2 separate regions of the Oryctolagus cuniculus genome follow, and region 1 is linked to region 2. Evidence: chromatin contacts called from public Micro-C data. All regions are on one chromosome and are shown on one strand. The core of a region is the stretch at or near the end of the contact, and the rest is flanking DNA. Distances in the headings are between cores, read along the strand shown.

What was found. A called contact is a pair of places that touch in the nucleus more often than the background predicts.
Region 1: a Micro-C map of ear pinna shows a contact between it and region 2, with 2.1 times the contacts expected there. The contact joins two enhancer-like sites. A contact is called at or near these places in 2 of 6 Hi-C or Micro-C datasets (ear pinna and an unstated tissue).

Annotation. Positions count from the first base shown.
Region 1 is chr17:175,415-180,867 of mOryCun1.1, forward strand. All of the region lies in intron 7 of B3GNTL1 (UDP-GlcNAc:betaGal beta-1,3-N-acetylglucosaminyltransferase like 1), which reads left to right. Among named protein-coding and RNA genes, the nearest start is that of B3GNTL1, 53 kb to the left of the region's middle. Within about 2 kb of position 2,102, at least 3 of the 8 cell types and tissues checked have an H3K27ac peak or open chromatin away from gene starts, as enhancers often do. A contact at or near this core is called in ear pinna, where this site is marked.
Region 2 is chr17:19,538-24,986 of mOryCun1.1, forward strand. No RefSeq gene overlaps it. Among named protein-coding and RNA genes, the nearest start is that of METRNL, 77 kb to the right of the region's middle. Within about 2 kb of position 3,099, at least 3 of the 8 cell types and tissues checked have an H3K27ac peak or open chromatin away from gene starts, as enhancers often do. A contact at or near this core is called in ear pinna, where this site is marked.

The sequences.
Region 1 (5,453 bases), core at 852-3,351, 150 kb after region 2:
TGGGTCCACTCTGAGAACAGGGCGCTTGCTGATCTGATGCAACACAGTGTAGCACAGTGAAGGTTTGTAAAAAGAGAACTGAATTAGCCAAGAACAGTACAGAGGAGTTCCCTAGACCAAAGGGTGTGCGTGAGCAGAGCGCACCAGGGCCCAGCCCAGAGAAGGCAGTCTCAGAAGCCGGGTAGCAGCCGGCCTCAGGTCCACGTGGAGAGGCACACACAGCAGGACCCGGTGGCCTGGATTTCTCAGCAGCAACAGCAGTAGTGCAGAGTCCAGGGCACCTGGGGGCACTGTTTCCAGGACCTCAGGATGTGAGTGAGTGTGAGATGATAGCCAAAGTGTTGATCCTATGGGGAAATACAAGGACCCGTTCATATAAGGATCCAAACGTGTTTCCTACAAAATCTTTCTCAGAAATTTCTGGAGGAATCTGCAAAATACTGGGAAGCAAGTTAAGGAAGACTACGAGATGGAGCCAGCAGGTGCCCAGCCTGGAGACAGGCAGGGGACTCCTCTCTCCCCCTCCCCCGCCCAGGCAGGACCTGGACAGAGCTCCAGGGAGAGGGAGGACTGAGTGCTTGAGCTGCAAAGTGCATGCTTGCTTCTGAAAACTTACAGGAACAATTAGTGAGCAGGGAAAACAACAGACAGCTTTCCTTGCAGCAAGAGGGCGGGTCCAAGTCAAGTGACTCCTCCCAACTGATGGAAGGGAGCTGAGAAACGCAGAAACTCAGTCAGTGTAGGAAGGGTGGAAATTTGGGGCACCTAACAGCTCGTGGTGGAAACAGAAAGGCAAAAGCAGCAGTAAGTACCAGTGATTCTCTGCTTCAGTTAGTATAGTTCTAGGAAGTGGGTGCCTAGGAGAGGAAACTGGCACATTTAGACTTCTTGGCTTCCTCCTTCCTGCTGATGCAGCCCCAAGGCTGGACACGCCCTAGGGAGCGAGGCGGCTTCCCCTCAGGGTCGAGATCTGACCTGGAGTCCACACTCCTTGTGCGTGGCCCTGCCTTGCGTAAGGACAGGGACGTGTCCTGAGAAGTGCAGCTTGGACAGCACCAGTTGGTGAGCGTCACCGTGTGTGTGAGGCAGCAGGGACATCACTGGGCGGAACCCGAACTCGTGGGCTCCCTGTCGGCTGTGGTCCCTTGTTGACCAGAGGTGGATTTTCACAGCAAGTGGCTGAGCTCTGTCTGGTTTTCTGCCTGTTTTAGGAGGGGCGGTGACTAGAAACAGTCACAGCCAGAGCTTTGAGAGTCCCAGGTGCCCCCAGGAAACCTCAGGAGATGGCTGACTCCACACACATAAGATTTCTGCAAGAAAACAAAGCTTTTTATTGAAACATTCACAATACACAGATGTGCAAGAGAACACACGCTTCCCTTGGCTACACGGGACACCCAGGCCTTAGGTGTTGCAGTCAGCGTGAGACCCAGCGTCCTGGGGGCCTGATGCTCAGTGTGATGTGATGTCACACTGTGGTCATCAAGGGGGGAGGCCTCTTGTCCTTGTAAGACTACACCGCCCGCTGGGGAGCTCCTTCCCTCTTGTCCTGCAGTCTCCTGTTGGCAGGTGTCCCACACCGTCAGTTCTAGCAGAAAATAAGTAGCGAAATGTTTGTTTGCCTCCCTTTTTTCAATGAGTCAGCGTTGATGTTGGCTCACTTTCAGTTTTTCCACAGCAGTGGTCACCTCTGCACTTCAGCAGCTGTTCCAGCCGGGGAGAGTCAGTGCCTTAGTCAGCCCAGGCCTAGCCCCTGCCCCTGCCCACCTCCCCCACGTCCTGACCTGCCTGCTGTGACCCGGGCTCCTTTCCCAGCGCTGCTGGGTTCCAGGCAGGGTAGAAGCAGACTCTGTTTTGTGGGGCTGTCACCCTCCGGGTTCAGTGTCCACTTCCAGCAGGCACCATGCAGACACTTGCTGTGAGCTAGAGTATCTTCTATGGTTTCCCCCTTGGGTCCAATTTAGGACCAGAAGGAAGGCCAGGAACACGTGGGAGGGGTACGGCCATCAGAAAGAGCCCTGGACACCACACAGTGAGGTCAGGAGTCGGGGCCTCCCCGCATCCCACCCTAGTTAGCTCTCGGGGGCTGTTTTATTCTTTGTAGATGGAGAGTTTAACAAGAACACCCAGTCCTTTACAGGGTGACTGTTCTGTGACCCGTTCACTGGAGGTTTAGCAGAACTAAATAAAGGTGATTTCTGTGCCAGTTGAGAAGACAGAGAGTGGGTCACTTGGCGCAGGCCCTTGGTTACCGTGGTTCTCCCTGAGAGTGCAGAAGCTGGAGGAGCCGAGGCCTCCTGCCCCCATGCCTGTCCCTGTCTCCCAGGAACCAGCAGATGCAGGCAGGAGTCTTACTAGGCATAACCTGCTGCTTTGAAAAGCTTGTCGGTCTTTGTTCTATTAAATGGTGAGACTGGTTCATCTGAAAAGATTAAAGTGTTTCATATTTAGCCATTTCAGTGTTGCTTTCTTAAAAGTTTGCCTTTCATAACTCAATGGTCTGGTTTTTTTAACCTAACTCTAACAAATTAGCATTCGGGAAATTTAAACATATTTCAAAGTGAATTACCTGTAGGGCTTCCAGGGGATCAGTGTAAACTTGCAACTTGCAGTGTGTTAGAAGAGCATATCTGTGACAAGAGGAAACATTTTGTTGATGTCTGTGTCTTTACTAAATCCAGGAGCCGTAAGTTTCGGGTTTCACATCAGAGTTTATTCTTGTTGCTATGTGGGTGTTAAAATGTCAGAACACCGGGAAGTTGGTTATCTGTGTAAGACAGTCATCCAATAAATTGGGCTTTAGGGATGAGGGTAATGAGCCACAGGAATCTGAACATGAGTTGTGCAGGAAGCATGCACACCACTTTGTGGTAACAAGTGTCTGATGAGGGCTGTGCATTTCATTAAGTACTTATTAAGGGTGGGGGACGTCCAGCCTGTGGACACAGAATCATTTGGTCTGGCCTTGCTAAGGCAACCTCAGATGGGCCATGAAATTCAGTAAATCTGTGGCAGGCTAATTTTTAAGTTGACAGTTTTGTGTGGCCCATGAATAATGCTATAAATATCCAAGTGACCCTTGGCAGGGAAAAGGTTCCCCACCCCTGCTTTAACTCCAGGCCTACTTTTTCTAAGTAAACAGTGAAACGCTGAGTTCAAGTCTGTCATCCTTATGTGCTTTTTTTTTAAGCACCAAGAGCAATTACATGATTTGTTCCTCTTGGATGGCGCCCTGAGCTCCTTGGGAGAGCTAAGGCTAGACTATTCAGGATGCTTTTGGCCTTGAGCTTTGAAACTTGTTTGTCTTATTTTGTACACTGTCCAAGGCATTTGAATAGATTCTCAACTTTTATTAGCTCCATAGAATTAATTCTTGTAAAGCACACTTTTACAAGAAACCGGAAGCAAGCTTCCAGGACCCTTGGTAGCAGCAGGGCCGCCTGGCCATGCCTGTGAGCTCCCTCGGTGACAGAGTTTTAGGAAACGGCGTATCTCATTGTTCAGTTGCTAACAGATCAGAAAGGGAGTGGCAGCCTGATGGTGAAAGAAGAGACACAGACCAGGAGGTGCTGGCGCTGTGTGCAGCAGACGCCCACATCCCTGTCGGGGAGCCTGGTTGGAATCCCAGCTCCTCTGCTTTTGATTCAGCTTCCTGTTACTGCCTGGGAAAGCAGTGGATAATGGCTGAAGTGCTTGGACCCCTGCCACCTCTTGGGGAGACCTGGATGGAGTTCTGGGCTTCCTAGCTATGGCCTGGCTTAGTTCTGGCTGCTGGGGGCATTTGGGGAGTGGACCAGTGGATGGAAGACATCTCTCTCTCTCTCTCTCTCTCTCTCTCTCTCTGCCTTTCAAATAAATTAAAAAATCTCTAAAAAGTAATCAGGAGCTGAGAAGGAATCATGAGAAAGTAGAAGCAGAGGTCCTCCTGGAGGCCTTCTGACTGCAGCTCCATGCTCACCTTGCGTGCTTCTTGCTCCTCCCACTTCCTGTGTGGGGTTTGACCCCAGCAGGTCCTGTCCTGCCGAGGAGACGCAGGACCTAAAGTCACTATGGAAGGGCATTTGAGCCATTTTGTAAAATGTTCTCTCTTTCATGCTTGTACCTCTTCTAATAAAGAGGTTTCTTCTAAAAACATATTTTTGGTCCAAAAGTTCATATTCAAAGGAAACAGTGGAGTCCCCTCCCCAGAGTGAAGTACTGCCAGGCAAGTAAGGCTAGCTAAAGAGTGTGAAAACCACCTCAGAGAAACCGTGTTCAAAGGAACGCGGTAGAGGGGAGGCTGGGGGTGCCCTGCCCATGGGCCCTCAGGGTTGGATTGGTCAGCAGAGGCACTGGGGATTCCAGATGGGACAGAGCCAGCCACCATGGGTATGCCATGTGTCAGAGTGGAAGGGTGCCCAGGAGCTCAGCAGTAAGCAGGAGGTAGCCCAGCCACATGTGGGGGCCAAGCAGAGGAAGCACAGTGGCTGCCCCACATCTTGGGGTTCTGTGGAAGGTACCCCGGCCCCTCTATGAAAAGGGGGCTTCTCAGGAGTTACTGGCTGAGGTGCTCTGTATTTCACACCTATCTGGGCACTGCACTCACATGTGTGTGAGATGCACCTGTCATTCGTGGCCTGGAGCGCCCTCTGCTGGGGGAGGGGGGCCTGGATTTGGCTGAGAGCACTGAGAGCCTTGAACCTGTTTGATGAGTCATTTGGATATAATTTACCCAAACATACAATAATGAAAAGAAAAAAATAATAATGAGGGACCTGTGCCTCTTGGATCTATTTCATTTGAGCTCCAAAAATTCTGATTTTGTTGGGTGCTACCTGCCGTTTTCTGTTACTCATTTAATTGTAGACCATCTACTGGGGAAGGAACAGAGGGAAAACTGAGCCTGTTCCAGACTTAAGCCATCAAGGAAGCAGCGTTGACGTCATCTGAAACCAGAGCTCCATTCCATACCAGTTAAACGGGCTTGACACGCTGAGGCTCAAGGCCAAACCTGCCCTGCTGTTGGAGCAGCTGCGCCCACAGAGCTAGGGAGCTGCGACACACACCCTCCAACCCGCAGAGCTGGAGTGTCAGCACTGCAGCTTTACAGAGAAGTTCCTGCTGGCCCAGGGGTAGACACACCCAGAACCACACTTGAACTGGGATCTTGGCCAATACTTGCTAAGTGTGTCCTCCACACGTACAAGTACTCTGCATGAACTAATAAGTAATAATGCAGTCTCCCCACATCAGCACCCCAAGGTGGACAAGATGATTCCACTCCTCAGAAGGCCAGGGAGCCACTCAGGATGGCCCACTGTTGCGTGGAGCTGGGTGTGAAACAGCAGAGTCTCCCACCTCCTGGTGGAGGGGCTGAGGTACCCTCCAGGGGCTGTCACGCAGCACTTGAGCCTGTCTCTGCTGTGTCTCTCAGGAACAGGAAGCAGCGAGTCCTGAATGGACTGACACCCAGG
Region 2 (5,449 bases), core at 1,849-4,348:
GTCATTTGGCCTGCCCGAGAGGTCAGAGGGAGGAAGAACCCCGTACGTGTGTTTTACGGCACAGACAGGCTTGGGGCTGGGAGGCTCTGTGCAGAAACCTCAACAGTCCAGAAACCCCAGCAGGTACCCTAAAAGGTTAAACTCAGGAAGGAAGCTTGAGACTGCACCCCATGTGCCTGAGAGGCCGGGAGCAGACCCCAGCCCCAGCATGGTGCCCTCCCTGCCATGGCTAACCTCTGCAGACCTGTCTCACCTGGCTCTGTCCAGGCTCCTGGAGGCAGGTGTGAGCAGCCTTCTTCCACCTGGACAGCCCAGTGTACTCATCCCTATCAGGCGGACAGAAATCAGTGCCGCCAGGCCCACCCTTTCCTGTAGACCTATGGGGTGTTGTGAGGACTGCACCCTCTGGCTTCTGTTACGTGCTATCAGCCAGCAACAAATTTGCCAGAAGCAGAGTGGGGCTTCCTGGCCCGCTCTGCACATCCTGCCTCGAGAACCCCCACACCCAAAGGCTCTGGAAAAAGGCTGGCAGCTCACACTCGGCTGCCCTGGCACCAAGGACTCCACAGAGAAGCCTGGGGGAGAGCACAGCAAACCCTGCTCTTTTGTGCGGCACAGAGGCCCCATGACAGCTCTCAGAAGGCAGAGGAAGGGCCATGGCCAAGCCTTGGCCAAGGAAGCTGCTCACAGAGGGGACTGGCCGCTCGGCTGAGCCCAGGCCTCCGACCACTCCCACCCTAATCTAGTTCCAATGGGGGGGGTGTTGTCCCGTGGAAGGCAGGGCCTGGCAGTGTACTCATTCCTGTAGGATGCACAGAGGCGCAGCCACACCAGACAGAAAACAGAAGGCCCCAGAGTCCCCTCTGCAGCTCCAGGGGCTGCTGCCTGCACCACAGAGAAGGTGGTAGAAAGAGTGAGTGCAGCATGGGGGGAGAGGGGTCACTTGCATTCTTCCAGGGTGGGGTGGGGCTCCTGCACTGTTCTGGAGCCCCTGTTCCTGGAAACACTCGAGCAGACAGGCAGACAAGAGGGTGTCTGGGTTAGTCCAGGATAGGGCCTCCTGCCTCCAGGAAGGGCAGGAGGCATGCAGCCTGCTCAGAGGAAAACTGCCTCTTGGTGGGGTCACACCCTCTCGAGGCACAGGGGTGGGAATCCCTGCCCATGCACCTCACCTAATATGATATTCAGGCCTCTCTGAGCAGGCAGGAGCCAATCTCACAGTCCCTGGCCAGGAGTCCAGGAGTCCAGGGGCATGGGCAGGGGCAGGGGCTGCGCTTACTGGACAGCAAGGCAGTGAGTAGCTCCCACATCTGCAAGGCTGCAACCTTTGGCAAATTCCTCAACCTATGTGCTGGTTTCTTCCTCTGTAAAATGGGTGTTGTCAGACCAATGCCCAGGACCTCACAAATACCTGGGCCAGGAACAGGTCTCAGACTGCTGGAGACACAGCCAGCAGAGGGATTGGAGTAGACAGAAATGGTGACAAAGGCTTAGCACTCACCCAGCTGGCTGGGAGAGTGCCCCGCCCTCAAGCCCTGTGCTTTTTCCACCCCACCCTCACCTCCATCCAGAACAGGCACCTGGAATTGGAATAATTGGGTGGCAAAGCTCCTGCAGGGCTGCAGATCACTTGAGGTCTGGGTCAGGGCAGTCTGGGAGGGCCCCAGCCATGGAGGCTGTGCCCGGGCCCTGGTGCTGGGGAGGCAATCTTCTACTCCTCATACGACACTGTTGACACACCAGCAATGGATCCCGCATCTCTCTGGACACCAACGAGGTGTCTGGTGATGCAATTTAATCCTGACCCTGACCCCCCGGAATAGCCAGAGACCCTGCAGTTAAGGGTTCAGTGCCATGAGACTGCCCCCACTTCAGATGCCAGTGGTGCCACTTGTTCTTCTACCAGCTGGCTGTGAATCAGGGCTTCCATGATCCTCCCCGCAGGGTGCAGGAGGGGTGAGTGGGGCCACAGAGCAAGGGAGGAAAGGAAGGGCTGGGTGAGGCTCAGCCAGCTCCTCCCACTCTCCACTGCACTCACAAGTCCAGGGCCTGTCTCAGACTGGGTTCTGAGAACTGCAGCCAATGTGCATCTGCTGGGTCCCCTGGCCAGTGAGAGGGATTTTGAGGCAGTGACGGCCTCAAGCCGTGTGTGTGGATGTTAGCATGCATACACGTTTTGCATACGGTCAAATGTGCATGTTGACATGACTGTGTACTTGGGAATGTTGCTGTGGCCTCGCTGTGTGGGGGCACATACTCCTGTGTGTGCATGTGCTGTGTACACGTGGAATGAGGTTGCTGCTGCCCTTGGGTCTTCACTGGGGGCTCCTGGGAAGGGTGTGTTCCCCAAAGCCCCATCCAGCCCAGGTTCCTCCTGCTGACCCCAAGCACCCCAGCCAACCTGGGCGTTGGGTGGGGAGCAGCCCAGTGTCAACTCCCCAGGGAGGGGCCCAGTGCCGCCTGCCTCCACCCCTCTGCAGACCTCAGACCGGGGTGGGGGGTGGTGCTCAATGGTGCTGAGTTCTCCACTGCGGTGGATTCTGAACTGAATTTTTCTCAGTGGTGAGTTCAACACTGACTTTGCCTCCTGGTTCTGCCGCGAGCTTGCTGGTCCTGAACTGCCTTGACCCTCCCTGGGCTCTCCCCTGCCCCCCACCCCACTGCACCTCCACCTATAAGTAGAAGCTCCAGCTCAGGTAGCACCAAGGGTTGGCGGAAACCATCACAGGGCCTCATGCCCACCAGACCCGGACCCCAAAGTCCCTGAGGCACTGGTCACTCCCCTCATGACTGGCACAGGACACCTTCTGTGAGACTTGAGGACAGCACAGGACCCCTCACTCTGGGTCACCCTGAGCACCCACCACGACCCCTGGCAGTTCCAGAGCCAGTCGACTATGACAACTCCCTGGCCGGGGGCAGGGGTGCGTCACGTAGAATGGGTGTGAGATTTCTGTTTTAACGCCTATCTGACCACACAAATGAAACAGGCAGTGTTGTAACCAAGCGCTCCAGGCGATGCCCACAACCTCCCTACCGGGGTGAAGGCAGACACTGGCTTTGCAGGTTCCCCACAGAAAGCATTGCTGAGTGGTGCTGACCGGTACACCAAGCTGAGGCGTCCCCAGCTCTGCTTTAAGCCAGCTCCTCTGGCTGGGAAGGAAGCCTGGGTTCAGGAAACGAGCCCCAGCAGCTAGGGAGGCACCCGAGGCAAAGCAGCTCAGATGTACTTGTTCTTCCTGGGCAGCCTCAGCCAGGCAGGGTGTGGGGTGAAGCCTGGAGGAGCTGGCCTTGCCCAAGCTGCCAGGAGGGGCTGAGGACCACGGCCTGGCTCCACTTTCCTGTAACTGAGGGTGCGCCCAACCCGTATGTTTCCTGTGACAGCCACGGATCATCACATCCGCTCTGAGAACTATTTTTAACTGATTTATGTATTTCTTTTACCAGGAAGACATCCACTTCTGCTTGAGTCCATCTTACAGGAAAGTGTTGCAACCCTGCTCGGCTCAGCAATGCTAAGTGCGCGTTGGAGCAGGGAAACCCGCCTCACTGCGGAAGTCTTACAAAAATTAATAAAGCGGGGCCTCTGAGTCAGACGCAGATGCCCCTCCTTTTGAAAAAGAGGAAATGCAGCAGTTATCTGCGTGCATAGGACCAGCACGCCCATTTTGAGAAGTACACTGTCCCTTAACGTCCCATGCAGAAGCCCGCAGAGAGCTCCATCCAGACTCCCGGGGCTGCTGCTAGGGTCCAAGGGCATTGACCTGTTGCACTCCATCGTGGCGGGGTTGGCAGAGGGCCAGGGGTCGCCTGTCACAGGGCCCAGGAGATGACCCTAAGAGGACAGTGTCTCAAGGACAAACATGCCCTGCTCACAGACAGGGACAAGCTCAGGGTGCAGGCAGCCTTCTGCACATCAGGACTCACCCCCAACTTGCTGCGTGTGGCACCCACTCAGGACAGGACCAAAATTTCTCACTTCTCAGCTTCTCACATGTGGGACTCAAATTTTTGCAGCATTTTTTTTTTTTAACTTTAGGTGCTACCTATAGCATGTAATCACATGCTGAGTATTCACAAGCTCTTTTTTTAAAGATTTATTTTATTTATTTGAAAAGCACAGTTGCGGGGCGGGGGGGGGAGAAAGAGAGAGAAACCGTCCACCTGCTGGCTCATTCCTCAAATGGCCACAATGACTGGGGATGGGCCAGGCATAAGCCAAGAACCATGAATTCCATCTGGGTCTCCTATGGGGGTGCAGGGGCCCAAGGAATTGGGCCGTCTTCTGCTCTGTCCAAGGCACATTAGCAGGGAGCTGGATCAGAAGTGGAGCAGCTGGGACTTGAACAGTTAACAGCCAATTATATTTATTTGTTTAAAGATTTATTTATTTATTTATTTGAAAGTCGGAGTTACACACAGAGAGAAGGAGAGGCAGAGAGAGAGAGAGAGAGAGGTCTTACATCTGCTGGTTCACTCCCCAATTAGCCTCAATGGCTAGAGCTGCGCTGATCCAAAACCAGGAGCCAGGAGTTTCTTCCTGGACTCCCACATGGGTGCAGGGGCCCAAGAGCTTGGGCCATCTTCCACTGCTTTCCTAGGCCACAGCAGAGAGCTGGATCGGAAGTGGAGCAGCCGGGTCTTAAACCGGTGTCCATATGGGATGCTGACACTGTAGGCAGTGGCTTTACCCACTATGCCACAGCACCGGCCCCCAGACAGCTAATTTCATACCAGCTGCTCAGCCTAAGGCCCAAGGCTGCTCCTGATTATCCACTGGGGACAACTGGAAGACCAGGGCAGAAGGAACAGCAGAGGGCAGCTCCCAGGATGGTCCCTGAAGGCCCTATGTAGCATTGAGTTTGGGCTGAGCAGAGATCTCATTGAAATAGCCCCCATGGACCTGGGCAAGGGACTGAATAAGGAGAAGAAAGGACCACAGAGCCAGAGCCAGAGCCAGGGAGAGTGGCCACCTTGTACTTATGGTCTTGGAGCTCAGCCCGAGGGGTTCTTGCCTGCCTCTAGGGAAGGTGAGTTGAATTTTCAGCACCTGCCATGGCCTGAGGGAAGTGGGTTCTGTTGCCCACACTTCCCAGTGCATGAACTAAAGCCCTGTCTGTGGGGCCGGTGCTGTGGCTCAATAGGTTAATCTTCCACCTGAGACACTGGCATCCCTTATGGGTGCCAGTTCTAGTCCCGGCTGCTCTTCTTCCAATCCAGCTCTCTGCTGTGGCCTGGGAAAGCAGTAGAAGATGGCCCAAGTCCTTGGGGCCCTGCATCTGCATGGGAGATGAGGAAGAAGCACCTGAATCCTGGCTTTGGACCAGTGCAGTTCCTGCCATTGCGGCCATTTGGGGAGTGAACCAAAGGAAGAAAGACTTTTCTCTCTGTCTCTCCCTCTCTCTGTAGCTCTACCTCTCAAATAAATAAATAAAAAAAATTTTTTTTT